Regions from separate parts of the Mus musculus genome. Here region 1 is linked to region 2. A link is a contact called in public HiChIP or PLAC-seq data. All regions are on one chromosome and are shown on one strand. Each heading gives the region's core, a stretch centred on a gene start, on an enhancer-like site or on the middle of the called end of the contact. The rest is flanking DNA. Distances are from core to core; before and after follow the strand shown.

Evidence for each region. HiChIP or PLAC-seq counts read pairs in DNA pulled down with a chosen protein or histone mark.
Region 1: a contact with region 2 is called in an H3K4me3 HiChIP or PLAC-seq map of neural progenitor cells, with 5 times the contacts expected there. The contact joins the promoter of Cdh13 here to the enhancer-like site in region 2. A contact is called at or near these places in 1 of 39 promoter capture datasets (hippocampal neurons), 1 of 484 Hi-C or Micro-C datasets (myocytes), 2 of 115 datasets of contacts at active chromatin or transcription factors (neural progenitor cells and stem cell-derived neural progenitor cells) and 1 of 9 other capture datasets (embryonic stem cells).

Annotation. Positions count from the first base shown.
Region 1 is chr8:118,279,429-118,287,000 of GRCm38.p6, forward strand. Cdh13 (cadherin 13) reads left to right here and starts at 4,183. Exons shown (of 14, transcript NM_019707.5): 1 at 4,183-4,470. The coding sequence starts at 4,426. The region is part of intron 2 of Gm51555 (a long non-coding RNA gene); the gene reads right to left.
Region 2 is chr8:118,030,983-118,038,291 of GRCm38.p6, forward strand. No RefSeq gene overlaps it. Among named protein-coding and RNA genes, the nearest start is that of Gm39262, 86 kb to the left of the region's middle. Within about 2 kb of position 3,174, at least 19 of the 459 cell types and tissues checked have an H3K27ac peak or open chromatin away from gene starts, as enhancers often do. A contact at or near this core is called in neural progenitor cells and stem cell-derived neural progenitor cells, where this site is marked.

The DNA.
Region 1 (7,572 bases), core at 2,933-5,432, 250 kb after region 2:
CTGACAGCATGGTTAGTATCAAGACTCATTGACTAGTAGCATAGACTTCCTTCCATTCTGCCTTAGTATGTCCATTATATCCAGCAGCCTCCTCCAGTCACTCTGAGCTGTCTCTTCTCATAAAAGTGCCTATTTATTTTGCCATTATTCTGTTACCAACAATGGTCCAGGCAAAACTTGAAAAATGTATCTTGGCTATACTATACACCTATTGCTATCATGCATCCACGTGTGCAAATGCATACACATATCCCATGTTCCTGTGCACATACACACAAGCATGCACACATCCACAGCCATTTCTTCACTCTGGAATGTATTCAGCCACGTCATCCAAGCAGAGGAAATAGTCCCAACCCCTGGCACTCACAGGAGGCAGCTGCTGGCTGTTAGATGACCTGTCACTTCTCCGGCCAAGTTGAAGTCCCTTGAAAGGGTCTAAAGACAGTTTTCCATCCGTTACAGTGGTTGCTGAGGGCTGGCATAGAGGAGGCAGAGTGGGGACAGGTAGAGAGCTGTAGCTCTCAGGACTGGGCAGTATTGGCCACCATTGATCAATCCATCAGTGGAAAGTTCCCCACTAGGGTCCCCAAAGGAAAACAAGTGGAACCACATAAACAAAAGAAAAAATAGATTTTCTTTTTAGAAGCCTTTTATCATCAGAAGGAAATGATTTATTTTCTGTCTTGGTTGAACAAAACTCCATCCCATGTTTTAAGACCAAATCACATTTTCTGAGTATGGAGGGGGATGGACCGGGGGTGGGGGTGGGGGTGGGGGGAGAAGGGACCAAATCATATTTGGGCTTTGCAGCCATTCTTGGAGTGTAACCATGTTAGGAGTCCCATTCTACTGAATGGAAATTGAGACTCAGAGTGTCAAAGCTACTAGTTCAATGTAGGTGGATCCTGCAGGACCCACCCCAGCCCTTAGCCTGCTGGCAAGACTCTTCTGACCATTTTAAGCTTAGAGAGCCAGAGTCCCCCAAGTGTTTTTAGGAATACCTCAAGACTTGAGAACACAACTCTTCCAAGCATTGGTGAGTTTGTAGAAGAAGAGGCAAGGAAATAGTGAGGAACAGACATCCTTAGAGTCAAAACCCAACTGGAGCTTTCCTTCTGGAGAGCCGAAGCTCCCAGAACAGAAACCCAGGGATGCTAGCGTGGGATGGTCAAGATTCCAATTCACAAGCTGCACCTGTCTTTGCTGAAACCATCAAACCTGTAGGGCCATCTGTGTCTTAGGCCATCACCTCAGCTATGCATGTGTGTGATGGATTTGAGATCAGACTAGAGAACTGCTCTTGGCCAAGCCAAATCATCTCACTCATGACTTGGGGGTGGTGGTGGTGGGAGGCATAAATCTAACTAATGGCTTAATTAGTTCAAAAAACAAAACAAAAAAACCAAAACCTAAAACAAACCCATAGACCTGGGGATTTATAATGGGATCCGATGCCCCCTTCTGGTGTGTCTGAAGATAGTGACAGTGTACTCATATACATAAAATAAATAAATCTAAAAACAAAACAAACAAACAAAAACCAGTAAAACTCTAACACCACCAGGGTAAAGTCTGAAGGGCTGTTCTAAGCTGGGGGCTCTGGGATGGTCAGGGCCTCTGTTGTGACTACACTTTCTTCACATCTGTTTCTACACTGTCTTCCTGCAGATGCTTACCTGCGAATACTCCCCAGTAAAGGCACTTTGCACAAATGCTTCTGATCCCTATTACCAGGGAAACAAACCAGCCTGTCTGACAGTGGCCATGAAACAAACACCCCAGCCTTGCAGTGACACATGTCACTCTCAATCACAGCTCCTTGGCTAGATCTGGTCACGTGCTACACCCCAATTGGAAACAAGTCTAGCCCTGACATTTACTTAGAAGGCAGAAGCCTAGGTACATTTTGCGAGAGACACTAAGGATGATGGATTGGGGAGAGCGCATGAAGGCTGACCAAAGTATAAAGGCAGGACACCAACTGTCGTTAAGGGTATCTAGGACCCTCCCTACTCAATGAGTGGCCTCCCTGGGCAAGGCTGTTGTTATGAAGATAAGGGAAGACCTTTCGATTCTACCAGTGCACTGTTACCTTGATTACCCATCCTCTGAGCTGAGCTGTCCCCTCTTCCTGTCTCCTTGTCTATATTTGCTAACCTCTGGTCTCAGGGTAGCTGGCCTCTGGTTGACCAGATGACGGTTTTCCTGGAATAGAGACTAATAGAGAGATTTCAGATATCCTTATTTGGATCTCTGTAGACTCCAAGCTTGTCTGCTATCTCTGAGCAGCAATGTGGGGGACGGATTTCTGTACACATGGCTCTCACACTGTCCTCTTTATGGAATGCCATCTACTACAGGACATGTTTATGAAATTCTCAGGGCAGGTGGCGCTATTTAGGCGATCAGATGAGAACGGATGAGGCAGTGGTTTCCTCAATATCGTCTGTGGGCTCTCCGGATGGCATTGCTATCTGTAATGTGTGTAGTTGGCTAAAACAACCAAGCACCAGACATGAAAGCATTGTCACGAAGGCCCTTGGGGGGTGGGGGTGGGGGAGAATCACATGCAGTGACCTTATGGCCAAGGCGCAGACAAGGGAGGAATTTTAGAAAGCATGTCAGTTTGAGTGGGTGAGGTGCTCATTCAACGAGGTGCCGCTGAATCCGCAGTGTGACCTTAGGAGTTTTAGCCAGGAGACAAATGGAGACTCAAAGTCTGGGCAACTTGCTCTGAATAAAGAGCTGGGGTGTCAGCAGGCTAGTTCAGTTCCAGACTCTAGGGTCCTCCTTACCGTCTGCTAGTTCTTGATTGACTTAGCTATCTGCTCTTTGATACATACCAATCACTGTCTCATCATCCCAGGCCCTGTGCTGGCAGTTGAAATATTTCCCAAACCCACTGGCCTATTGCTCAGTGTCTCGCTGTGACAGATGCCACGTGATATATTGATACCAGTATTGAATGTAACTTATACACATTTTCTTTACTTTCTTTCTTTTTTTTCATTTATATATTTTTTTTTTTTGTTTTTTTGTTTTTGTTTTTGTTTTGTTTGGTTTGGTTTGGTTTGGTTTTTTTGAGTCAGGGTTTCTCTGTGTAGTCATGGCGGTCCTGGAACTCACTCTGTAGACCAGGCTGGCCTGGAACTCAAAAATCTGCCTGCCTCTGCCTCCCAAGTGCTGGGATTAAAGGCATGCGCCACCACTGCCCGGCTACTTATACACATTTTCTACAACAAAAATGGCATTCATTTTCTTTTTCATATTGCTTTGGCTACTAGGAAGCTCATTTGTCCAAATCACAGCAACTCGGTTGTAGTTGGAAGTTAGCGTTTTAGTTTTATAAACTTTTTTTGCGGTCCAAGTTTTCTATCTCAGATGGATAAATGCCTTTTATTGTAAAACCCATAAGTCCTCTCAGGAAGAAAGCTGCACGAAAATAAGGACTTTCCTGCCTTAGCTTTAGATCTCTTCGAGGGAAGAACCGCCTTATGTGTCCCTGTTTCTCTAATCTCCAACACTCCCCAACTCTAGGACTCCTTGAGCCATGGCTAGCACTGTTTCGAGCCCTTGGGAATAGCTCAGGGACTCTGAAAGGTCACATCCAAAGGGGGAAAAACAGAATTTTCTCAAGCCATGACTCACTCTGGCTTTGGTTCACGCTTGTGGAGTGTCGGCCAGTCCCACCCTCACCTGAGCAGTTAATAAAATCTATTGCTCCTTGATGGATTTTTCCTGCAAGCTAGAATTGATCTGTCCACTCTGTGATTTGTGGTGATGGCAGAAAAACACCAAACACCACCGGTGGCTGAGCCACTTTGGGGGCCGATGGGGGCGGGGGGGGGGTGAGGGGGAGAGGGCGAACGAAAAACAAAGCCAAAGAAATCTACCAGCAAGACTCTTAGGGCATAGAGGGCTGCGGCTGCGGGGGTCATTTTATGTGATTTATTGGGAATAAAGTGGATCTTATTAACATTTTAATAAAGAGAATCTTTTTTCGCAATGTGTTAGAAGTGGCTGCCGGTCCCGGGTGCAATTCCAGTTCCTAGGGAAAGTGGAATCAGTTGGCATTGCCCAGCCTGATTTGTGAGGCTGGGCACCAGGAGTCAAAAAAAAAAAAAAAAAAAAAGCCAACGTGCCGCCTCCTTGCTCGGAGGGGGCTCTCCCTGCGAGGTGCTCGCCCCTATCTGCCATGCAAAACGAGGGAGCGTTATGAAGGAATCCGTCTTGTAAAGCCATTGGTCCTGGTCATCAGCCGCTACCCAATGCTTTCGCGATGCTGCCGCTGATCTATTTGGGAAGTTGGCTGGCTGGCGAGGCAGAGCCTCTCCTCAAAGGCTGGCTCCCACGGAAAATATGCTCAGTGCAGCCGCGTGTGTGAATGCAAACGCCGCCAGGCGCTTCTTCTAGTCGGGCAAGATGCAGCCGAGAACTCCGCTCACCCTGTGCGTCCTGCTGTCCCAGGTAGGGAATGTGAGCCGCAGTCAGCGCGCTCCCACCAGCTTTCTGCATTCAGATCGCCCTGCTTGGTGATGGCCAGAAGCAATCGGAGGGACGCGGGGCTTCTGCTAGCCGCCGTGCAGATATACCCGGCTAGCTCAGATGCGAGGTCACCCTCAGCTCCGATCCTAGAGGAGCCTGGCTCCTCTTGCCGGCTAGTGTGTGTGTGTGTGTGTGTGTGTGTGTGTGTGTGTGTGTGCGCGTGTAAGCTCATTCTAGGGAAGACAGAGCCTTTTTGCAAGCAAAGCGACATCCTGGCTGACATCAAGTAGGGTAACTTTGGTTCGCCTCCTCCCGAGGTTCGTGCATCGGATACACACTCCTTTCGAGGCGACTCCTAGGGATTGTGCTTGCCCCGTAGCCCAGTGCCTTAGCCGGGAGGAGGGGGGGCGGGAAGAGCCATTCGGTTCAGCCGGCAGCCGGGCTGGGAGAGGCCGGAGCTGGCATCACTGACTTCCCGGGGCGCTCGTCCTCTCTTCGCCCAGCTCGGCTGGCGAGCTGCAAGGCGCCTCCCGCCAGCGGATCTCCGCAGCCCGGCTGCTGCTGTCTTTCAAAGCAAGGCGCCCGCCGCTCCGGCTTTGGGGTCTTCCGGCTCTCCAGCTCCGGGCTGAAAGGGGCCTGAGCACGATCCCCGGTCTCCTCTGCATAGCGCAGGCCCACTACCCCCAGCCCCTTGGGCCCCCATTGTCCAGACAGCTGGAGCTCCTGCCCGAGCCCAGGCTGCAGCCTCTGTTGTCTTCCCCGGGCGGGCGGGTGGCGCTGAGCACAAGGAAAAGTTCAAGCCTCCTCACCAGGCTGCAGCTGCCTGGCAGATAACCCTCCAGATCCTTGCGGTGCCAGGGCAAGGTTGGGAGAGCAGGAGAGGCATGTTGGGGCTCTCCTCAGCCCGGCTGAAGCTCGGAGATCCCTGGAAGTTTGGGTGTAGGAAAGCAACACTTAGGGGACAGGCCAGAGGCACTGGAGGCTGAGGAGGCACGCCCAGTCCTCCTCTAAGGACTGAAGCTCCAGGAAGCATGCTGGCATACTGGCTCGGTCCCTCCTTGTCCTTTTAGGCAGCCTCTGGGAACTAGAACTGGCAGTCTACAAGTGGGTAGTTGCAGAAGTGCAGGGCCATGCAGAGAGAATGGGGGGGGGGGGTGCGGGAATGCCTGAGGCATGGGTGTTGAGTTTTCTGGGCAGGATTCTTGGGTTCCAGTGGAAGAGGCACGGGGTTGTACATGAAGTGGGAAACTGGAGATGAAGTCAGGGTTCGGTAGGAAGCCTTCTAAGGGGAGATGGCTGCTGGAGAGGAGCTGGCACCCCAGAAATGCAATGACCATAGAAATGACCCAAGGGTGTGTGTGTGAGTGTGTGACCCTGCCAGGACCCTGGGTGACAGAGTAGTAAGATGCTTTCTGCTGGGCAGGCTCTCCTGTCCTGAGTTCTGACATCTCTGTCAGTGGACACACAGTCCTGGGGCACACACAGTTGTTGCTCTTTTCTATTAGAGGTTTTCTAGCTGATTCTCTAGGGCCCTGCTATGGATCCCATCGTTGCTTTGGAAGCAGCTCCCCACCTCTCCAGGGCTCTAACTATCCCTAAGGCAGAGAAGGTTGTGTGCCTCCTAATTTCGCAAGGTGGGGCAGAGCACACCTGGGTAGAAAGATCCAGACAGATCCTTCCTGTCCTCTAATGCTAGTAGACCCACCATGGGCAAAGCTGAGCTTTCAGGCTCTCCACAGTAGAAGAATCTATTACCATCATCAACCCTGGACCTGCTGGGTGAACAAGGCAGCGTGCAACAGGCAGCCCTAGGCAGTGGATTTCACAAGTCCCGCCTCTCTGGGAGCGGTTGGCATCTGGGGCATGGACTCCTGCCTTACCCGGGACTTTTCTAGTTCTCCTGTCTTAGTATGTATTAGGTTCCAGGGCTCATGCAAACTGATGCTTATCTATGGGCACAGCAGACTGGGGGTGGAGGTGGGGGAGCTCCGGGGAGCCTGCCAGGGGCCTAGGGGCTTCCTATGGGGCACCTCTGCAGAGCAACAGGGGTGTCTTCTTCTCCCGCAGGGCCGGCTGGCAAAGGTGGCTTTAAAAGCCCACTCAGTTGCTTCTGAACTGTAAATAAATGGCCAGCCCTGGGGGGTTTTAGCTCTCACTTTGATTGTCTTGCATAATCAGAGCGCTCATCTGCATGAAGATAGTGACTGCTGTTCTCTGGGCTGAAGCACCTGGAGGGGAAATAGTCTCCACCCCATGCAAGGTGCAGCGGAGTTCACCAACAACAGGCTTAAACGCAGGGGGTTGGAGGCTTGGGTCTTTGTGCCTCCAAGAAAAATGAACATATGTGTGTGTGTGGTGGTGGTGGTGGGGTGTCTCAGTGCCTTTGAGTCAACAAGCCCAACCCAAACTTTCCTGAGGCAGAAAGGAAACAGAGGAATGACAAAAACAATGTGAAAAAGTGAATTACTCACTGCCCTGCAGAGCTAGGGCAAGCCTGTGTGTGTTTTTCCATGCAGTCAAACATAAAGCAGGCACTGGGCCCAGCTTGGAAGCTATCAGTCTCTGGCTGCTCATTGGCAGACTTGCCACCTTCCACATTTGCATGCATTGGGGGTGAGGTGGGCTGGGGGGGGGGGGCGCGGTTCTAAACAATAAGGACTAGAAGACCTTTTTTCTCACCCCCACCCCGGGTGTTCTGGGAAAACCTGTCCCGGAAGCAGCAGCTGGAATTTGGCCACTGACCCAAAGGAGCAGAAGTGTGAGTTAGAAATTCCACTGTGGTAGGGATTGCCCACTCCTGGGAGGCAGCACTTCCACCCAGCCCAGCTTCGCACAATGCATGAGCAATCCCCCAAGAATTAACTTCTAGGGAGTGGCTCAGGTCTTGAGACTGTCCCTCCATGTGTTCCCGAGAAGTATTCCCTGGGATTCTGTGGCTCTGGCTTGAAGTGGGAAAGTTCTCCCCGAGAGAGAGTGAGAGTCTGGCATTTCAGGACTTTAAGTGAGTCTCCACAACTTCTCATGTGGCCGCCACTCTGCCCATTCTATTTTAAGAGCCTGGTTCATGTGCAAAGCCTTTCCGAT
Region 2 (7,309 bases), core at 1,924-4,423:
AGTGCCCAGAAATTGTGCCAAGAACACAAGTTGAAAATGAACAATTGTGTGTGTGTGTGTGTGTGTGTGTGTGTGTTTATCTATGGATTTAAGGGAAGCTAGGAGGAGGCTGGTAGCACAGCCCAATCCTGGAGCTATTGAAAGCTATACACAACATAGGCTCTTCTCTCCTGAAGAATGTGCAAGCAGTGTGCAGTGTCAGGCATTTGCTGTTTTAGGATTTAGGTGTCTATATGGTACTTGCTGGGTTTGTTGCTTGCTAATGGCCTGTGACTGAGTGTTTCCCTGGTACTGCTCTGGCTGTGGGGAATTGTCTTCCCTAAACTTATGCACCCTAAGACCAGCCAGTGATGGGGTAGTTGTCAATAGTGGTGTCTGGGACCTATCTCCTATTGCTTCAAAATGAGACACTTTGAAGGGTCATCGGCTCCAGAGCCCCCGCATGATTGCTAAGGTTGTTCTGCAACAGCCCTGCAGTTCAGATACTCCTGTGCTTAAACAGCTTCTTCTTTGTCCTTCCCTGGGATGAGGCAAGTAAGCTATCCACATGAAAGGCTCTATCTCAGAACCTGTTTCCCAGGAAACCAAAGGCATCTCCAAAATCTTGACCATCCGCCGAGTCTGGCAGGGGTAGCAGGTGGCTTGGGAAATTTCTAGGTGGCTGGTCAACAGATCAGAGCAATTCAGTGACTTGCCCAATACCCTCTAAATGTTGAATGGCGAGCTCGGGGAAGGGCTGCTGCAAGGGGCTGGTGGCTTGAATGAGCATGAATAAAAAAAGAGCAGGTTCTCCTTAAATGTTGATGCTTTCCCTCAGGGGTTAGGCTAGCACTGCAGAGTGTGAGGGAAGGGAAAGAAACGTACATAAAAGCTTGTGTGTTTCCAAGGCACCCTGCCATGACACAAGGTGGGGACCTTTTCCACATCCCCTTCTTCTGGGTCAAACACTAAAGCCCTGACTCACCCTGTTTCAAGCACCAAATTTCAGAGAATGCACTTTCCCTTTGCAGCACGCAACTGAGACACTACCTTGTGAATTGCCTTCTCCCTAAAGACTCAGGTTTCCCTGTGTTGGAATACTTTCTTGTTAGAAAACATTTTGGCCGCACACTGAGTTGATTATCAGTGTAATTGTGCTGTAATCACACCTGAGGAAACTTTAGCAAATTGTCTCTGACTGTCCGCCCACTCACGGGGGTGAGGGGGGTGGGGGTGGGGACTCAAACCTGTCAACTCAGAACACAAGCTGGCTTCATCCACAGAGAGATGCTCCTCCCAGCACACGGCTCTTTCTATCTGTAAGTAGACTGGATGCCTGGGTCACAAGGCATCCACACACATAGAAAACACTCCCGTGTTCACAGTAACTGGCTAGTCAGTAGCCTCAGAGATGTGGGTGTGGGTGACTTATGAGATAACTCTCCCTTTAGCCGTTTCGGATGTCAGGTTGGGGGTGGGGGGGGGGGGGAAAGACACCAGACTATAGAGATTTAAAAATAAAGTCTTATTTCTGAGTTTTAAACTTTTAAGAGGTCCGAGCTTGGCTTCCTGTGCACAGTGTGATTCTGAAGGGGGGAAACCCCATGTGAATTATTTAGACGAGGCGTTAGCTGTTGCTCCTGGGATTGATCAGGTTAGTCTATGTTGTGCTGCCGTAACAAATAAGCCATTTCAGTTCAGCAGGTTTAGGGTACACAGTGCTGTCAGGTAACCTCTACAATCCAGGACATGGTTTTTACGGCATCTCATTTCTCTGCTTCAGGGTACAGGTGATTTTATTTTGGGCTCAACTGTATATTAACAGCAGCCTCAGATATATCAACTGCACTATGACAGAGAGAGAGCAGAGACGATGCACTCCTTTTTTTAAACGCTGTGAAAAGACACATATTTTATACGCTAATGTCTCACAGAGCAGGGGAGTTGGGAAATATTAGGAGGATACAGAGATATTGGGGGGCAGTCTATAAATACCCGGCCACAACTAGGTTTTAAAATCTGAACCTTCCAAAAAGATTTGACTCATTAATTTAGTAATGCTTGTATGAGAGAACTACCCTGTGCCTTTTGTGGTTAATCCAGGGCTAAGCCCCTGGCATGCTGTGGTGCAGGAGATCTCCATAGCCCCCCAAAACAGCGGACTGTTTGCTTTGTGGGGCAGTCAGATATGCAGACATGAATGACAACAGAGAGGATGGATGGTGACTCAGTGGCAGCTCGTGGCTCCAAGCATTGAACCTGTATTTGGATGCCTCTTGCAGGGGATCTGTGACCTTAGTTGGGTAAGGGAACACACAGAGATGCTCCAGCGAAAGCTAATAAGCAAGCCCAAAGAGCTTACTGTTTAATGCAACAGAGATGTAGGTGCCATTCCCATTATCAGAAGGAACCAGCTTCCTAGACATAGAGGGAAGGGAAGAACAGTGGTTGGATAGCTGCACTGATTGACAACTCACATTTTCGAGCAGAAAGCATGATTCTTCAGTAAGCTGCAATGCAGCTATGTATTGTAATGTAACATCTTAGTGGACAAACCATTAACTTCACCCAACTTACATGTCTGAGGAGGATGAGGAGGGGGACTAATAGACTGTTTTCCATATTCACTTTTAGCAGTAGATTTGTAGTCTGATCATTTGTTAAATTGGTTGCAAGTGACACACAGGGATGCTCCAGTAAAAGCTATAAGACTAGATGTCAGAACTGGTCTGTTTGTCCATGGTCAAGCCAGGGTCAGCAGGACGTTTCTTTAAGATCTGGTGGATCATGTCTCTGAGGTCCAGAAATGAGTCTCCTGTCTATCAGACTCAGCCACACTCCTGCTGACCCATGGATGAGTGGAGGATGCTCTTTCCTGTGCCAGGGTGAAATTCCCAGGGAGGAAGCAGAGATGCAGTGGAGGAGCGAATTCAAAGGAACGGCTGACAGAGATATGTTGGGCCAGCCAGAAATCGGTTATGTCCATTCATCGTTCAGTTCGCCTCATTTTGCTTCTATTGTTATGTGGGGACTAAAACATTCATTTAGAGAAGAAATCGTCAAACTTTAGTGCTTTGAGATAATTTATGCTTTTCATCAGCTCACCAAATTGAGGGAACGGCTCGACAGAGGTCCGCCATCAGGCGATCTCAGCCGAGGATTCTTTTATATCGTTCACACAAGGAGCCTCCTTGGAGATGCTGGTAAACAGCCCAGTGATCCGGAGATGTCTGAGAAAGTGCACTTGCAGAATCAGACAGCGAACAAAGGGCTTTTGCGGCCAGGAAACGCACTCACGGGGGACTTGTCGTCCAGGGCTCTGCCTCTGATTGGAAATGCAATCACTTGGCTGTGTTTAGCTGAGTCCAGTAAGGGGCCATTGGCAGCAACACTCCACTAACTAGAAATCTCTTCTGCAATCAAATTAGGCACAGCCACAGCATCCTCATGACACACGCTGGCTATCACAGACATTTTACTGCAGAAATGCTTTTTAAACATTAATTATGCTGCATATGATGTGACCCAGATAAAATATGGGCGTGTTATGACTTGTCTGTGGCTTTGGAGTGCGCTGTTTAATCCTTGGCATGGAAGTAACAGAAGAAAGGGCTGGGCATTTTGTTTTGGTTTTCCTCTGTGGGCACTCTGCCTCTATACTCTAAGGGTGGCTGTGAAATGGTTGGATTTGGGTTCACAGGCTGGGGAGATGGCCATGGGCAAAGTACTTGCTATGTAAGCTTTAGGACCTGAATTTGAATCTCCAGCAACTATAGAAAATCTGGGTGCGGCAGCCACATCTGTCACCCCAGCACTGGGGGAGGGGTGTGGAGGCAGGAGAATCTCCTAGAGCTTGCTGGATTACTACTGGTCTAGTTGAGCTGGTGAGCCCTGGGTTTCAGTGAGAAACCCTGTCTCAAACAATAAATCAAAGAGCAATTGAGGATGACAGTGTCATTGACTTCTAGAGCACCCCCTACCCTGCTTATGAGACTTTCTTTTCTCTTCTCTTCTCTTCTCTTCTCTTCTCTTCTCTTCTCTTCTCTTCTCTTCTCTTCTCTTCTCTTCTCTTCTCTTCTCTTCTCTTCTCTTCTCTTCTCTTCCCTCTCCTCTCCTCTCCTCTCCTCTCCTCTCCTCTCCTCTCCTCTCCTCTCCTCTCCTCTCCTCTCCTCTCCTCTCCTCTCCTCTCCTCTTCTCCCTCCCTCCCTCCCTCCCTCCGTCCCTCCCTCCCTCCCTCCCTCCCTCTTTCTCTCTCGGCTTCTGACTTCTCACTTAGCTGACCTCCTATACCCCATGTCTCCAAGGAGATCCACAAAGGCACCCACATACCTCAGAAGGACCCATCTTTCAACAACCCTCTGCTTTGGTCAGAGAGAGGCATCTTTGGCCAGTGTAGATATTGTGTGTCCTATGTAGCTGTTGTGCAAGGGCTTCAGCTCAGAGTCTGGACGTGGCTTTGGCTAATATCTTGCCATCGAAGTAGCAAAGCTGAGCTCCACTCCACATCTGACCCTGTTATCTTTCTACAGTGGTTGTGTTTTGTTTTGTTTTGTTTTTTAATCTAAATCAGTGGATATCTTCCTTTAGATACACTCTGATATGAAAGCTCACAGGCAAACATTGAAAGCAAAGGAGGCAAGGTGGAGGAAGCATTTGCAGAGAGCCATGTACCCCAGTCTCCTTCCAGTTGCTACCCTGCTAACCCCACAGACCCAGGGTAGTATCCTACGTTGTATCCCATTCTGAGGGGTCAGGTATAATGACGGTTGTGGGTTTATAGAGTTATGCTGCTATGTGCTGGGGAATAGCCTGTGACCCCATTTGAGAGCTGTTTCTGTCTTTTGGGAGGGTCCCTTCTCTCCGGGTATATGGAGATAAAACACTTGAGAAAGTACATTATAGACTATATGGTGTGAGAGAGAGCATGAGCTACAGAAACAGGACTGAGAAATGGGAAGCCTGAAAGAGGAAGGGCTACGGGTGTTCACCATGATGATGGGCGAAGGTCTCGCTGTGAAGGTGACTCCTAAGTCAAAGCACCCAGCTGAATATCTACCTGGGGGAGAGTGGTTCCCAGTTGTGGAAAGACTGAATGGGAGCCTGGAGTGAGAGCCACCCTTGAATAAGAGCAAACTGTAGGGATAGAAAACCAGAGAGCCAGGGAGGCAGTGTCGGGGAAGGACAGTGAGCCACAAGACAAACCCGAAGGACCTTATGGGCTTGTGGGGTGAGGGAGATGGGAAACCACAAAGGAGAGGGGCCAGAGAGAGATAACACATTACTACTTTGGATCCCTGTGCTGTTGATAATAGGCTATTGATGTGGAAACTTGAGGGTTCTTTGGAAAGCCAGTTGTGTTGGATGGTGCTTTGCTAAGGCAGACATGTGAAGGGACATTTCCCTGAAGCAGACACAGGTGAAAGGATGCTCTTTTAAAATAAGCACGTGAAGGGACACACGATGAAGGATTCTTCGCTAACGACACACAGGTATTGGTCTGCCTTACATTGCATAGTTGAGCTCCATTTGTAAGGACTCCATAGAGAGAATCACACGAAACAAACAAACAAACAAACAAAACCTTCTGGTGGTGTGCTGCAGTTTCTTGCTACTTCCGAGGACTCAGGCTGATTGACAGAGTGATGTCAGCTGAGCCAGATGGACGTGCTGAGGCAAGACCTGTGGAGGACAAGTGATGTTTGGAGGGAGTATAAAAGGACTCAACGGACAGTGAAGGGGCTGAGCTAGGCTTGCTTATAGAGCTAGCCATGTAATACTTGTTGGCCTTGCTTCTTCACCAATCTTTGTTTCGCTGAAAGAGGCACAGCTGAGAACTGTTGGCACCCCTCTCAGTCCCTCCTGCTGACTGGTGAGGAGGCTGAGGCCCGGCTGTCTCTGCGAGGTAGTGCCACCGCTGCTGGTTCATGTTTGCTATCCCGTCTCTTCCGAACTGGACTGCTGGTATGCTCATGAAGTGTTTGCAAGTGGATCGAACTGCCACTGCTGACCTGTGACCTGAACTGCTGATTTCCAGACAACACAGATGGGAGTTGCTCCAAAGAACCTTTCTAAACATGTCAACTTCTTCCTTTTCCACTAACTCTGATAGGTGATGGGCTACAAGGGAGGTTAGAGCATTTAAGAACCATCATTAAAATTAAATTAATTTAATTTTGAAAAAAAATTAAAGTTACAGGCTAATGCTGAATGGGAAGGAATCCCATGCAACCCAGATTTGCCTGGAGGAAGGAAATCTGTATTGAGAAAAAGGGCCTTGTATGCAGTAGTCTTTCACCCCAGTATCTTACCACCTGCCTCTTGGATGGCTTCCACTAGAAACTGAAGTTGAGTGGGAAAATAACATGCATGTGTGCATACAGGCTCATGAGTGTGATTGTAGACTTGTTTGGGGTATGTGGGTGCATGCCTGTTAGTGTGTATTGGTGTGTAAGAGCATGAAGGTATGAGGATGTGTGAGGGTGAGAAAATATGAAATCATATGAATGTGACTTTATAAGTGTGTCTCTCTGTGTGAGTGTATATATGAGATTGTGTGTGTATGTGAATGTATATATAAGACTGTGTATGTGTGTGTGTGTATATGTGATTGCGGCTGTATCTGTGTGTATGTGAGTGCATATATGAAATTGTGTGTCTACGTCTGTGTGTGTATGTGAGTATATATACGAGATTGTGTGTCTGTGTCTGTGTGTGAGAGTGTATATTTGAGATTGTGTGTGTAGTGTATATATGAGATTGTGTGTCAGAGAGAGAAAGAGGAGAGAGAGAGAGAGAGAGATTAATGAATGAATAAATGAGTGGGTGTTTTTAGGGAAGATGAGAACACAGACCTGATTCTAAGGTAATCAGAACCAGATTCCGCCCCCCTCCCCCCAGTGGGATGCCCAGCAGAGTCTCTGTCAATCATATGAAGGCCAATGGAGGGTGTGAGGGACAGTCACACAGAGTCCTGACATAACTCTAGAGAGTGTCTTGGAGCCACGCTCTAGCTGCTGACCCTGTACCGACCCTTCTTGACCTGATAACATCTTTTCAAAGTCAGTTCTGACATCTCTGAGAGAGGGAGGCCCCATCTCCCTGCACATCTGCTTCCTGTGTCTCATGACCTTGGACTACTGGGGTGTTCCTGACACCTTCATGACATAAGTTTATAAATGTGGCTGGTTTACTGGTGTGACTCAAGAGCTCAGCCAATGCGTGAGACTTGGGAGGAGTTTAATGTTTACAAAATTAATGGAGATCGCTTCACTTTTTGCCTATGTTCTCACCAAAAGCCTGTCTACATGAAATCCAAGGTCCAGAGCCTCAC